2 separate regions of the Neogale vison genome follow, and region 2 is linked to region 1. A link is a contact called in public Hi-C data. All regions are on one chromosome and are shown on one strand. The core of a region is the stretch at or near the end of the contact, and the rest is flanking DNA. Distances in the headings are between cores, read along the strand shown.

Region 1 (7,401 bases), core at 3,277-5,776:
GATTTTTCTGGACCTTGCACTTTCTCCAATTTTCTCCGTGTCAGCATCTGGTCATCACCAGTACCAGGTGACTTCCCACAGTCCAAAACTGTCCCTACAGTTTGGGTCTTTTGCTGCTTCATTAATGCTTCAAATGCACAAAAAATCTGGAGTGAGAGCTTGAGCAAGTGACTCTGGAGGCGCCATTTCTCTGCCTACTGGCCAGCTAAGTTTCTTCAGAACCTACCCTTCCTCCTTAAGCTTCTGCCCTGTTGGGCAAGCCCCAAAGCCCACCACGAACAGAGCAGCCCCACTTGTCTTTTTCTTAAGCAGTCTGGTCAACCACAGATTCTGAGATACGATTAGGTTTGGGTGTTTTTCCTTCTCTTGTTCTCTTTCTCTCTTAGCCAGCCTCAGCTCCTCAGCCATTTCCACTCCCCCCTTTGGATCTTTCTTCCTTTGCCATTATCTCCATGCCCCCCACCCCTCCTGCGGTGGGAGAGAGAGGGTTAAGATGTTCTGCAAATGCAGCTCGTAAAGCTGCTTGGATACATTAGAAACACATGAATATCCTGAAATACAAAGTGTCTTTAAAACCAGGGGAGGAATGTTTATCCTAATGCTGGATGGATGCAGAGAAACAGTGCCAGGGACTAGTGCTGACAGCCTCCTCCAAGTTAAAGTGAGAGCAGGTAAATTTCATTTGCTAGTGAAAATCAAACTCGATTAAAACCTGGTTTCCTTTTGTCCTTTTCTCGTCCAACCCTGAAAACCCAGGGCTCTGTGACCCAAGCTGGCAGCGAATACCATCACCTCCCACCGCCCAAAAACACACAGCCAAGGTCTCTTTCTTCAGCAGGAGGTTCCAGGGCAGCCAAAACCCTGCAGGGCACCCTGGCCTGCACTAGGAGGTTAGAAGCCATGCCTGCCAAGGATCTGGCAAGGGAAGGGGTCTGGCAGCTCCTGGAACAAAGGCCAAACCACTAAGATGCCGCCCTCTGATCTTGCCCATGCTGCCCACTCAGGGCTCCTCCGGAAGAAATCAGGGAGCCCCAGACAAAGCCTAACTCTACTCCTGCCGCCCTGTTGCTCAATGGCCACTGTGCCCGCAGATGCAGATCCCAGTGGGTACCCTGACGTCCCCAGCCTAGCCCACAAAGAGTCTGAGAATAAAATTGCCATCTCCAAGATTCAGGTTGATGGTGCCTCCCTACAGGGCTATCCATGAGCCTGACAGACAAAAAAAAAGCAGAGAGATGGCTTCAGAGGATCAGACCCAACTAGCTTTGCAGGCAAGTGAGTCTTGATCTCGCCTTTAGAAAAAGAGGAAGAACTTTAGGAGAATCTGTGCTTGCTTCCAAGGCACACCCCTTCACCACACACTTCTTCACTGCCCTTCAACATTTCTTTTCCCACAGAAAACCAGTTTGGTGGCTGTCTGGAAGAGCTAAGAGGTAAAGAAATAGTATTAGGAATCATTAATGAATCTCATATTTCCCTGGCCAACGGACACGGAAGGAGAGAGATTTTCTTGTTTCAAAGAGAGTAGAAATTCTAGAAACTAAGACCCAAAATTATTCACAGAACTCATTCAAATTCTAGAAACTATCCCCACTGGTCGGTGGCTACAACCGGACATCCAACAGGACCTGCAGATTTAAAAACAGTGAAGGCACACCAGGACGCCATTGACTTGCTTGGTTTTAAAAAAAAAAATCATTGCATATATATATCGAGATCCAAGACAAAAAAGGGAACAAGCAGGCTGCCTCCCTCTAAGTAACCATGCCTTAAAAGTGTTTATAAGTTGATAGAAAGATATGGGAAACTAAGAAAATATCCAAATTACTTGATCGCTAGAGATCTACCGCAAAGCTCAATAAATAATTCAGGAGCCGACAAGTTTCGGGAGCAAAACCTAATTCGAGATGCAAACCAAAATCTTCCCGCAGCGCCAGTCCCTCCCAGACAAACCTGCTTGTTGCTTCTCAGCAGACAAGATGAAATCTTGTCTCACCATTTTTGGTGAGGAGGGACCCAGTCGACTTTGGCAGTCCGTGGAGCTGGGGCCCTTCCTCTGCATCCAGGGCTCCGTCTCCGGTGAAGTGGGGAGAGGGAGGGAGGAATGTGGAGCTGGCCTTGGCCGCTGTGTGCACCAGCAGCTGCGCCATGGCCAGAGGTGAGCTGGCACAGGCGCCGGCTGGTGGGGGCTCCCAGTGCTGTGTTTTCGTTTTTCTGGGTCTGGCTGGAAAACAGAAGAGGCTCGAAGCCTGGGCCAAGAGAGCAGGGTGGAGGCAGAGAAGAAGAGTCTGTAAACACCGCCCCAAAATCTTTACAAAAGCAAGGGGGAAAAAAACAAAACTGGGTAAACCAAACAGAGCAAGAAAGAGTAATTCCAAAGAAAAAAGAATGAAGAGTGAGAGAAGGAAGGTGAGCAGTGGGCCTTGTGGCAGCTCCCTGAATCTCCCCGCTGGCATGGCAGTTCTCACACCGGCTAGACTGCAACTTTCAACTTGACCTTGGCCTCTAGCCGTGTCTGTCCCGTATGTAAAACAGTCCTCAAGTCCTCAGGAACTGGGGCCTCGAACCCTATCCTGTCTCTTTGTCACTGTGAGTTTTACAATGCCACTTGGAGGAAGGAAGGGGGGCGAACAGGGCCGGAAAGTAACACAAAATTCAAGTCCCTACAGAGGCTAGTTCCTTAGTCTGCAAATGGCCATTCAGGGAGGAGGTAAACTGGAGGCAGATCAATATTTACCCGGAGCTACTAAAAAGGCAGGACGGAAAAGGTACACTGCATACATGTATGATGGGACGGGGTGTCATAGAAGGCTTTATTGGGCAGCACTTAAACATTGGTCCCGGCAAACCCAAGGATCAAGGCAGATAAAAGCTGGAGCCCAGCCTCATTGGTCTGGGCTCTGCAGGAAAACCAGGAGCCTTAGGGAGCAGATCAGGGCAGGGACTAGGGGCTGGGGACATTTGCAACACTCTGAGCTTCTGGCTGAGTCTGCAAGCTGGAATGAGATGGCAAGTCCACACTTCTGATGCCCATCCCAACGCCCTGGGATGAAAGGGAGTCCAGCACTCTCCCCAAACCTGATATTCCTGTAGAATACACCCACTTTCACTTTGAACGTATGTTCCCCTTCTGGACATTTGATCAGCTCACAGCCTCCACAATCAGTAATGGAAGTATGTAACCCCAAAGCAACCCCAAAGTACCCCCAGAATCCCCCACCAAAAAATGATGGCTGTTTGGCTCTTCCACCACCAACACCCCACCGTGTTCTCACGAAAGGGTCTGCATTTTCCAGATACAGAGGAAAGACTTCTCTGGCTGGTTCTTGGACAGAGGAGGACTGGGCACCCTCTCTGCAGGCTGGAGACAATGCTCTCCCCAGTTCTACTTGGGTGGAAGGCATAAATAGTTCCATCAAGCCCCCTTCTCCTGCTCCAAAATGAAGTGAAATGGGGAGTGTCCATGTGCCTGAAGAACGGGCTCCAGCCCAAGATCTATGAAGCCTCATTAGGCCCTAGAAAGGGAGTCCCAATCAGCACCCGGGGCTGTTCCTTTTAAACTTTCAGGACAGGGCAGCCTGGTTGGAGATGCAGGAGTACCAGAGAATATTGCTCACAGATTGCTCCCAAGTCTCTGGAGAAGGAAAAGTTGTTATCAGGGCAGAGTGTGGCACAGTCTCTATACCTAAGTGTGAGCGTCTGATCAGAGTACACTTGAATATGAGTGCGTATGTCAGTGTGGGTGTGAGGGCGTCGTTCTGACACCCTATGGGCCTAAGTGCAAGTGTATGATATTGCCCGCCAGCACTGTAGACAGGAAAGCCGAGAGCGCTCCTAAACACAGTCCAAGCTTTCCAGGGGAACGTCCTGGGACCCATGAGCCAGGCGCATCCGCAAATGCCCCGCCACGATCCCCTGGAGGGAGTCAAATCTTGACGCTCTCGTAGCCGAAAGCGCTAGTGTCCACGCTACGGTCCCACTGCAGAAAGACTCGCGGATACCTGGAAAGAAAACAGCTTCAAAGGCCCCAAGAAACATCCAGCCTGGACTACGCCCCATTTTCATTTCTATCCCATCCCCAGCCGTCCGCCGATTTACCTGACCTACTCCCACTGCTTCAGGTCTCCACGCAACAGCGCGCCGCCGTCCCCTCCCCGCCTAATTCTGTCCTGGGCCCCACTGGGACAGAGGAAGGGAAGAGGGAGCTGCAAGGAGGCCGCCCTTCTTTCCCTACCCCACCCGCCGTCTTCCGCCCCCACTCGCCCGCGTCCCCCGCCTCTCCCCTGGGTGAATGGTTCGCGGCCGCGCGGCGGGCGCTGGCGCTGGCGCTGGGGACGGCGCGGGCGACGGCGGGGACCGCGGGTGCACAGCGCAGAACCGGGGTTGGAGCCGCCCGCTTTGCATACGCCGTGGGCGGAGCGGGGTGGGGGCGGGCCAATGGGCGGCCGCCTGGCGCGACCCCGCGGGGCGCGATCCGCCCCCCTCGCTCGGGCCCCGGCCCCGCGCCGCGCGCTCTTCACTTCTTGGGGGCTTTTTAAAACAGCGCCACTGGGGTCTTCTCCATGCGGCTCGGGCTATGACAGCCTCCGTGCTCCTCCACCCCCGCTGGATCGAGCCCACCGTCATGTTTCTCTACGACAACGGCGGTGGCTTGGTGGCCGACGAACTCAACAAGAACATGGAAGGGGCGGCGGCGGCGGCGGCGGCGGCAGCGGCGGCGGCGGCGGCCGGGGCCGGGGGCGGGGGCTTCCCCCACCCGGCGGCTGCGGCCGCGGGGGGCAACTTCTCGGTGGCAGCGGCGGCCGCAGCGGCCGCGGCGGCCGCAGCTAACCAGTGCCGCAACCTGATGGCGCATCCGGCGCCCCTGGCGCCGGGCGCCGCGGCCGCCTACAACAGCGCGCCCGGGGAGGCGCCCCCGTCGGCCGCAGCCGCCGCCGCTGCCGCCGCCGCCGCCGCCGCCGCCGCCGCGGCTGCGTCGTCCTCGGGAGGGCCCGGCCCCGCGGGCCCAGCGGGCGCCGAGGCCGCCAAGCAGTGCAGTCCCTGCTCGGCGGCGGCGCAGAGCTCGTCGGGGCCCGCGGCGCTGCCCTACGGCTATTTCGGCAGCGGCTACTACCCGTGCGCCCGCATGGGCCCGCACCCCAACGCCATCAAGTCGTGCGCGCAGCCCGCCTCGGCCGCCGCTGCTGCGGCCGCCTTCGCTGACAAGTACATGGATACCGCCGGCCCCGCGGCCGATGAGTTCAGCTCCCGCGCTAAGGAGTTCGCCTTCTACCACCAAGGCTACGCGCCCGGGCCTTACCACCACCATCAGCCCGTGCCTGGCTACCTGGATATGCCGGTGGTGCCCGGCCTGGGGGGCCCCGGCGAGTCGCGCCACGAGCCCCTGGGTCTTCCCATGGAAAGCTACCAGCCCTGGGCGCTGCCCAACGGCTGGAACGGCCAAATGTACTGCCCTAAAGAGCAGGCGCAGCCTCCCCATCTCTGGAAGTCCACTCTGCCCGGTAAATGGCGCCCCCTTCTCAACCCCGGTCCTCCGGCTCTGCTCCAGCTTCTCTGCCGCTCGCTCCCGGGTCACTCTCCTGCCCCTCTGCTCTCCCCCTCTCCCGGCCTGTCCTGGGGGGCGCTGCACCCCTGGGCGCCCGACCGTGGCTGGCTGGCGCGGCCCGCCCTACCCTTGAGTTAGGCTGGCTCCTGGCTCTCCCTGGGAGAGGGATGGCTGGGAAGAAGCTTGTGGGACCCTGGCGGGCTCCCTTTTCTCTCTGCGCCCCGCCCTCCCCAGCCCTTGACATCGACTTAAGGATGGAAAATTGACCTGGAAACTGTTTCCCAAATTGCCCGTATTCGTGCTCTCGAAATGGCTTCACTGTAGAAGCATCAAGTGTTGGGGCTTGGGGTGTGCGGAGAGGAGTCAGGCATAGAAGTGTTGTCCCCTGGCGCTAAGGTGTGGGCCGCTGGGCCAGGAGATCAAGCGAACCCAGCGCGCTGTGCGGACAGGATGGCCCGGTTGGGGTGGTCATTGGAGTCCTAGGCGATTTCGTTTCAGTGCAGAACTAACCACCCTCCCCACCGACCCTCCAGATTGTAGTGGAAAGCTGGATTGTGCAATGCATGGCAAAGGGCAGCTGGGCGCAGCAAGGGGGGTGGCTCAGATTGAGCTGTCGCCTGTGTCCTGGCCTGGGTGTGATCCCTGTGTAACTTGCCTTCTTCCCTATCTTCCAGACGTGGTCTCTCATCCCTCAGATGCCAGCTCCTACAGGCGGGGGAGAAAGAAGCGCGTCCCCTACACCAAGGTGCAATTAAAAGAACTGGAACGGGAATATGCTACAAACAAATTCATTACCAAGGACAAACGGAGGCGGATATCAGCCACAACAAATCTCTCTGAGCGGCAGGTTACAATCTGGTTCCAGAACCGGAGGGTCAAAGAGAAAAAAGTCATCAACAAACTGAAGACCACTAGTTAATGGATTAAAAGTGGAGCAAGAGGGCAACTTGAAGAAATACTTCAGAACTGGTGGCTTTGCCCAGAGAATGAACGTAATTCTTAATAATAATAATTGAAGAATGGGAAAGAGAAAGAGAAAGACACTGGCATTTTGCTTTCCTAAGGGGGATCTCTTTCTCCTTGGTGGAATCTACAACTCTTTTAAAACTTTGCTCTAAGAAAAGGTAAAGACTTCCAGTTCTCCCGCCAACCCCACCAGACCGTTAAATGACAAACTCTAGAGTCAAATGTCAACCCCCAAATATGCAATTTCAGATAAGTTACGCATTTACTGAAACTTGTAAGTATTTATGTGACCATAATATTTCAAGATACTGTGTTATATGGTAATAATCCAAAAGCTGGTTACAAAAGCAAGAGGCTGTTGTAAACATCTGTTTGTCCTTGGGTCGCCATTGCCATCCCCTTTGCATGTTAAGTGACTGCTCAGGTAAATCTTAGTGAAATTCCTACCATCATTATATATTCTGCAAAACATCTTATGTATAGATTTAGAAGGGGAGAGAGAAGAAGGTACTGCAATAATGATCTTGGGCTATTTACAATGAAAAAAAGGAGAGAAGGCTTTTCTGAGGATCATTTGTCTTGATAGTAAATACAACCAGCTGAGCCTTTGAGGCTACAAGGAAACCCCAGGTTGGGAATGCCCTTCTGACAATAATTTTAAATTGCTTAGAACAGCCATATTTTGTGGCATTTAGATTATATTTTTTGCTTGATAGAATTTGCTTTCCAAAGAATTTAATAACTTTAAAAAAATATTTAAAGCCTCAAATGTTTCATAGAATTCACTTTATTAGATCTCCTGAGAGGTCCACCCTGACATGGTGAACCTTGGTTTCAAGAGAATTCATGTTTCATTTAAATTGGTATTTTCAAATATTTACTAAACGTTT
Region 2 (7,401 bases), core at 2,955-5,454, 630 kb before region 1:
CGCACACTGTCTCCAGACCAGCCTTACTCTCCATCTCAAGCCTGCGCCATTTGTCCATATTCTTCCTGCCCTGGGGGTGACCTCTCTCTCCTTTTGGAACTCTCCTCCCACACGCCCGAAGGGTTCAGTTCCTCCCTAGCACGAGGCTCCGTATACTGCAGAGGACTGTCCAGGCTGGCCACAGTGAGGTTCCCAAAGTTTCTAGTACACCTTTCCTCGTAACTCTGTTTTATATGTGCGTGCGTGTGTGTGGACACAAATACTAAGTTATAAAGAGTCAAGAGCCTACCCAAAAGAAAGACACTGTGCAGCTAGGTGACCTCGGCACGGGAAAGGCTACAGTGATTTTTTTTTTTTTAAGATTTTATTTATTTATTTGACAGAGATCACAAGTAGGCAGAGAGGCAGGCAGAGAGAGGGGAAGGGAAGCAGGCCCCCTGCTGAGCAGAGAGCCCGACGCGGGACTCCATCCCAGGTCCCTGAGATCATGACCTGAGCCGAAGGCAGTGGCTTAACCCACTGAGCCACCCAGGCGCCCCGGCTTTGGTGATTTTTAAGGACGCCCATGCTGGACATTTTGCTTCCTTTCTACCACACATGTGCACCAGAATGACCCTTCCACATGAGTATTGTCCTTTAAAGGTGTCCCACGGGGAGATGTTTACGGGTCTATTTCTGTGATACTCATTGCTTGAATCTAGAAACATGTCCACAGCTGTCCTTCTGGCGTGACCTTCCAAACAGCTCCAGTCCGCAGAAGAGGTCTATACTGCTCATTAGCCGCACCTTATTTGTTTTGGGGGAGTTGTGCTGTGTGCATTTTACCCTTTGGGGGCCTTGGAGGTTGAGTCCTCCTGTCCTCTTCTCCAGACTTGATTACAAATGGCCTTTGGCTCCACAGTGACCAAGAGTTTCTCCCTCAGTGAAACGCCACCAAATTCCAGGCTTTTCCCAAAGTTGTTTTGAGGAGAAGGTATAAGATGTTTTTGAGTAATGTCCGCGTGGTAGACAGAGGTCCATGGGGCTGCATAAGATGGCCGTGTGAGCGAGGGGAGCGCTGTCTTTTTATATGTGCTCTGGAATTTGTCTTAAAGTAGTCTGATTACTTTATAGGGAGGCATACCACACTGGAGGGTGTTGTGTTTAGGGTGTGTGTGGTGCTTTGTGTTGTACGCAGTTCTAGGCTTGTGCTCACGGGGAGCAAACTCCTTATTTAGCAGAAAACAAGTGAAAGCATCTTATGCGGATCTGCCCGGAGAATGCACATGGAACCTTACTGGCTTCATAAAAATAATAACCTTTTAATGGCATCTGCTTTTCTAGGTATGTTAATATAACAGCAGATTGAACTGTGAGCCACCTTCTTGCCTGCTTCCATTGGATGACACAGTTGTCTAAATACTCCTATTAAAAAAAAAAAAATCACCTCCCTTCCTGGCTTTCTAGAAAGAAAAGGCTTCAGGAAGATGAAAATACACTTGACGGGTGTTAATTCCCTCTTTATTTATTCACTCGACTTTTGTGAAATGTTTACGAAATGTCTTTATGCTCCTACTTATTATAGTGAAAAAAAATTCCAAAATACATTCTGTTTCTGAAATACCTAATTGTCAGACTGTTTCTGAATTTGGCTGCAGGCTAATGGCAGGCAACAAGACTGCAGACCTCGCCAGGGTCTGGAAATGCTTCCTGCACAGATAGTGATAATGGCCCAGATCAGCACCAGTGCGCGCGCACACACGCACACACACAGACACACCCCATCCAGCAAGAATGAGGTGAAGGAGGCATTTCTTGTGTCCAAGAAGAAAGCCCACGCATACTCTGTGGGTAAATTTTAAACACTTTGGACCCAAACTGATTGTTTTCTTTCTGTTTCTTCCATTAACTCTGCACTAGCCCGTCCCTGCCAGATGTGTTGCATTTCAGATCTGCTTCCCTCAGTTGCCTGGTGTTCAGAAATTGGTCTAGGACTTTCTCGGGTTTAAGTTCAGCCACTAAATCATGTCACTGTGGTGTTAATTTCCTTCCCTGTGTTGGGGATATGCAAATAACGCTCGGCTTAATCCTCATCACCTGTCCAGTCCTCGTGGCCAAGTCTGCTGGCAGGCCAGGCCTTGGTGGGACTGGGCTTGGGGGAGCTTGGGGGGCCGTGGGGAGCGGGGGCGGGAGGAATGACTGTAAATGTTGGCGGCGCCAGGCCTGGTTGCGCTCCCATTGCTGGCAGCCGGACATCTGCTGGGAAGCGTGCGCCTCCATCCAGTCGGCCACAGCCTCCCGGTGGGAGATAAGCCCCCAGTGGAGGAGGCAGAGCCTGGCAGCCGGATTCCAGGCTGGGTAGGATAATGTCTGACATTCAGCTCTGTGAGGTTGGGATGGGGTGCGCGGAGATGATGCCACAGGAACCAGCAGCTGCCCTATTTTAACTTCGGCTGTTGACAGTTCATGCTGAGAGCACTTGTTTCTGAACTCCACAGAGCTGGAAGCTCGGTGTTTTTTAATTTGGGATTTTAATTTGGAAGAGTCATTTTACGGGAACCAAAACGTCTGCTGACATTACCCTGAGAACATGCTGGTCTCGTCTACGCCCTGGAGTCGAGGAGATCAGAAAACCCTCCAACACTGAATGTGCGTCTTTGGGAAAAGCAGCCAAGCCACCAGAGAGTGTGCAGTTGGCTGGTTAGACTGTCACCAGGCTCCCCAGGGAAACATGGAGAGTCAGCCACAGATTGACTGCCAACATTTGCAGCCCTGGTCCTCGCCCCAGACCACTGCTGCCTCTTGACCCTCCCTATAGATCCTTCAAAAAGATCGTGTTAACTGATTAAAAGTCCTGAGGAGGGAAGTTTCAATACCTACAGTATCGGGTTCTTTTCCGTCGTCATATGTCTTCCCATTTATTCCACTTATCCAGGCTTCCAGATGAATGTAAACCGTATCATCTTCCTGCCATAGAGAGGAACTTTGGGGAGCCAACCCCAGACCCTAAGAGAATTACGAGAAGCATGTATCTCTGGGTGCTCCAGGAACTATGGGAATTACCGGGCACGGGTGAAACTCAATAAAAGGAAATATTGTGGCCAAATGCTTCCTCTTTTAAATTAATACTCTCTTGACTGTTCTGGGGGGAAAAAATCACCCACTATTAAAATTTGTTAGTACTTTTGCTGACTTGAAAATATTATTTAAAAATTTCCTATTAAATGTGTTGGTTATTTTGCTGACTTTAAGAATATTTTACAACTAACATAAAATGTGGTTTGAAGGTACCATCTGAATGAAAATGAGAGCTTGTTTTATTTTTGTTCTGTCTTCAATATACTTCCTCATATTTATCTTTATGTATGGATTTTTTTCAGTAATGATTTATATTTGCTCTGTCCAAAAAGTTTAAAACACAACATAAAATGCCCTGTAAAAATTTGTACTCGGTTCCCTAAAACACTTGAGACTTTCACTGGATTTTGCTAGGCATACACTTCAGTCACTAGAATGAAAATTCGGCTGAGGCAATCATGACGTTTGTCCACATAGCTAACTTCTAGTTTCTTCCCTGTATCCTGACCCCTAAAACCCAGATGTACTAGAAATTGCTCTCTCTTTTTTTTCTTAAGTGAACTCCTCAGGGCCCCATGTTCTTCACAGATAATCTTAAGAATTATTTCGGTGACCATGATGATACTGTCCTTAATACTTTGCAGTGCATTTTAGGAAGATGTCACAGGGGCTTACAGAAAGTTTGTATAAAAGGAAACTGTATAAAAGGCAGCAGGCGTTGACAGAAGTGTTTTTTTGTTTTTGTTTTTAAAGTGAGTCCTTTGGAAGAATCAATGTCTGCCTGCCTTTTTGATAAATAGCTTTACAACTATACTGTAAATTTAAGTCCATGCTGGTAAGCGCCTTCGAAACTTCTGGCCTGCAGAGGGCTCTCTAATACCGCGTTTTCTTAGTCCTCCCTTGGAAAAAGGGATAAAGCCATACTTGCTGGAAGGGGGGAGGGTAAGCCCAGAGGCTTCATAACGTTCCTGTAGTCAGACGGTCAGCCTGGTGGCAGTCGGGTAAACAGACTAGGAATTGTGGGCAAAGTCCTTCTCTTGAGTTTTGTACCAAGCAAGAGATTGGAGGACTCTGGCGGGACTCATTACTTTAATAGCCTAGAGCTAGTTCACGTAGCAGCAGGAGTCTACCAAAAAGGCATTTCATTATTGAAACCAAAACTGGTACATTGTAACTGCCGATTACTAGTAGTCAGTTTTTTTAATCATTTCAAGTAATTTATAAAGCGTTTACACACATAAATAGAAAGCTCTAAATGCTGATATTCCATAAAAAGTAAATAAAATATATTTTTGTGCATTAAGACTTAATTAAGTGGTATGATTTCATGTCACAAATTTAAAACAGGCGGGTGAGACTTGCCAACATTACTGCAGCTGTGTTTTACATTAGGAAATTAATTAAAACAGTCATTTATGCTTTTTTCCACTTATAGGTATTTAGGCCTCTCTGTATTATACCATATATTTTTCCTTCAATCATTATATTATGATAATCTATCGTAGCAGGCTGTATCTTATTCTGTTAGTGGTAGAGGCCGGTGGGGGGGGGGCGCATGAATATAGTGTAAAATTTGTCCTGGGCTGGTGAGGCAAACCAGACAGGCTAAAGACACTTCCTGCTGACTTTGAAGGAAGGGGTACTCCGTATTTATGCATACGTTCCCTCCTTGTTTCACGTCAGAGCAGAATTTCATTTTACATTTCATTACAACAGGGTTTTCCTTCTGCCCACTGGTGTCAGGAAGGGAAGCAGGGGAAATCAGAAAAAATAACTTGACCTGCCAGATGACACATCATCATTTATTTAGACTTAGCCGTTCTGCGAGACCTTGTTTTTGAAGCCGACCTGCTTATAGAGTTCAGTTATAGAATGTGCTAAACTTAAAACACACCCAAATGGATAGTCGACGCGTAGTTTGCAGTTCAAATATTGTCCTGATTTTCTGTATCAGAGCTAAATAATGACTCCCTTGAGCTATCAAGAACAAATTGATCACCCTTTACTTATTTACTGCGGTTATTTATGTTAACTGTAATAAAATTATTACTTGATGAAGTTTTAATGATGTAAGTAATTTTGCTTCCCAAGAGGCATCAGTTGCCAAATGAGGCTGAAGTTTTGAAAAAAGCTAAAGACTGAGTGTACAAAACGTTACTATAACATCTTTATTTTGGGATATAATTCATAAGACTCCTGACTAGTCCTGGGCCAGGGCCAGAGGCTTTTGGTTCCTCAAACACCAGAGGTACTTGCCTTAAGTTATTTATACCTGTGAGCCATCTGTGTGATAGGATTTTAAGGGTGGCAGTCCAGTAGGATTCTAACCCTATGCGGTTACACGCTTGCACACAGTTAACTACTGTAAACAAGTATGTGTATACATGGTTATTAGTGGTACTTAGGGTTGAAGCCTATTTCCAACTTGTGTTTCTTGAGTGGATTAGCTACTCTAATTCTTTCACCAAAGGCAGAGGTAGAATTGGACTACTGGCATCCCTGAAAGTTCCTAGCTCTCTGGAAGCCACATTCCTCCTGAGCCCTCCTGTAATCCAACAGCAGGAGCCCAAGCCCACGCCTTCCTTTTGTAACCTTAAATCACCCCTCTTTTTGAAGACTTGACCCAAACCTGTTGTGTGCTTTCCAGCAAATTGGGCATTATTTTAGTTATTTTTGTGTTGTCACCCTGTCATAGAACATATCCCCACACTTGCTCTGTCTGGCACTGCGAGGTTCCATATTTGACAATAAAATACTTTCCTGTAGTGCTTCCAGGCATGTTGACATGCTTGCACTTGAGTAGTCCAACTCAGTGGTTCTCAAAGCAGCAGCATCAGTGTCACCTGGGAACCTGTCAAAAATGTACAGTCTCAGCTGCCACCCCAGACCTACTGAATCCATTTACCTTTGAAAAATCAATTGCTTTTTTTTTTTTTTTAAACCTTCATCACAGGCTTGTGCGTGATTGACTTAAAATAAAGATCTTTATTCTTTATTGCCGTATGGCGCACATTTTCCCTTTTTAGATCCTATTCACAGCTTGGGGCCAGGTCCAAAGTATTTCTCCTGAGAGCTCAGAAGTTGTAATTCCGCCAAGTATGATATCCCATCCTGACCGTATATCCTATCGTCAGGATAATATCCTATCCCAACGTGACAGGATGGGTAGTGCCCCCAACCTGTGCTGAGTATTTAATGCTGCCCCTTGCTAGGTTCTGTTTCAGTACTACCGCAATCATTTATTAAGCCGTGACCTTCAGTGAGCCTCTTACCTTTTAAGAACTCTAGTATTTTGCATGGTTTGAAAGCAAAAATCTTTAGATAGAGGGCTGGCCTAAGTGACTTCACAAAGTCCCAAATCAGATTATTGATATAAATGAAACATGTTAAAAAACAAAATCCATCTGAGTAAATTTAAAGATCTAAATTTTGAATCAGGGGTTCTTGAATCAGGCAGCATCCCCTCCAGCAAATAGAAAGGGGCTCCAAGGACTTGTACAAGATGGAAGGCTGTTATAAACATCACTGTTTCTCTTCCAGTCCTTAGTTCATCTGGGGAAAGCTACAGTGAACAGGCCAATTGATAGTCCAATGAGTTAGTATATTGTCAATATTAGTATATAGTCAGAGAAATGGTAATTTCCATGGGTGGTAAAAATTATAGCAGTTAATGACTGCTTGCAGCTCTGCTCACAGATGTTCAATATAACTATACAGGGAAAACATGCTCAGTAACATCCTCGTTGTACGCAAATAATGGAAAAGTTCAAATACTGTGAACTATTGACTGCTCTACTCTTCAGCTAGATTCTGTCTGTAAGCTGCTAATTTCCCTCTTTTACCCAGAGGGTACAATAATGTCTGTGATATGATCCCTGCCCTTCAAAGCCTCCAGTCTAATAAGGGATGTAATATTACTATTGATGAGCAATTAGAAAATAACCAATTACTGATCCTTGTGATTTTCTTGTAGTCAGGATGGGGTGTCCACATGAAATACGTGTGGGCCAGAGCAGTGATAAAATATGAAACGTAATGTGAGCCAGGGCTTGAAGGATAATTAGCATTTTTAAGGGGGTGTCTGAGCTATAAGGAAAAAAATAATCTAAATGCAGCATTAAAATTGTATATACTTTAAAAAAATAAAAAATAAAATTGTGTATACTTTATATTAGATAGGATATGCTTGGTTATACTGCTTGAACAAATAATTTCCAAAACTCAATGACTTACTGTCACAAAGTTTGTTTTTTGCCCACTGTGTACATCCAGTGTGATTCAGGAGGAATATTCTGTCCATTTTGGTTTTTCAGTAACCTAGTCTGATAAAGCTTGAACCACAAT

Evidence for each region. Hi-C and Micro-C count contacts between places; a contact is called where the count stands out from the background.
Region 2: a contact with region 1 is called in a Hi-C map of fibroblasts, with 9 times the contacts expected there. The contact joins the enhancer-like site here to the promoter of HOXA13 in region 1. A contact is called at or near these places in 2 of 3 Hi-C or Micro-C datasets (fibroblasts and muscle).

Annotation. Positions count from the first base shown.
Region 1 is chr4:182,652,969-182,660,369 of ASM_NN_V1, reverse strand. HOXA13 (homeobox protein Hox-A13) reads left to right here and starts at 4,526. Exons shown (of 3, transcript XR_006384145.1): 1 at 4,526-5,501; 2 at 6,220-6,785.
Region 2 is chr4:183,278,159-183,285,559 of ASM_NN_V1, reverse strand. The region is part of intron 2 of JAZF1 (juxtaposed with another zinc finger protein 1); the gene reads left to right. Among named protein-coding and RNA genes, the nearest start is that of TAX1BP1, 160 kb to the right of the region's middle. Within about 2 kb of position 4,204, the one cell type or tissue checked has open chromatin away from gene starts, as enhancers often do. A contact at or near this core is called in fibroblasts, where this site is marked.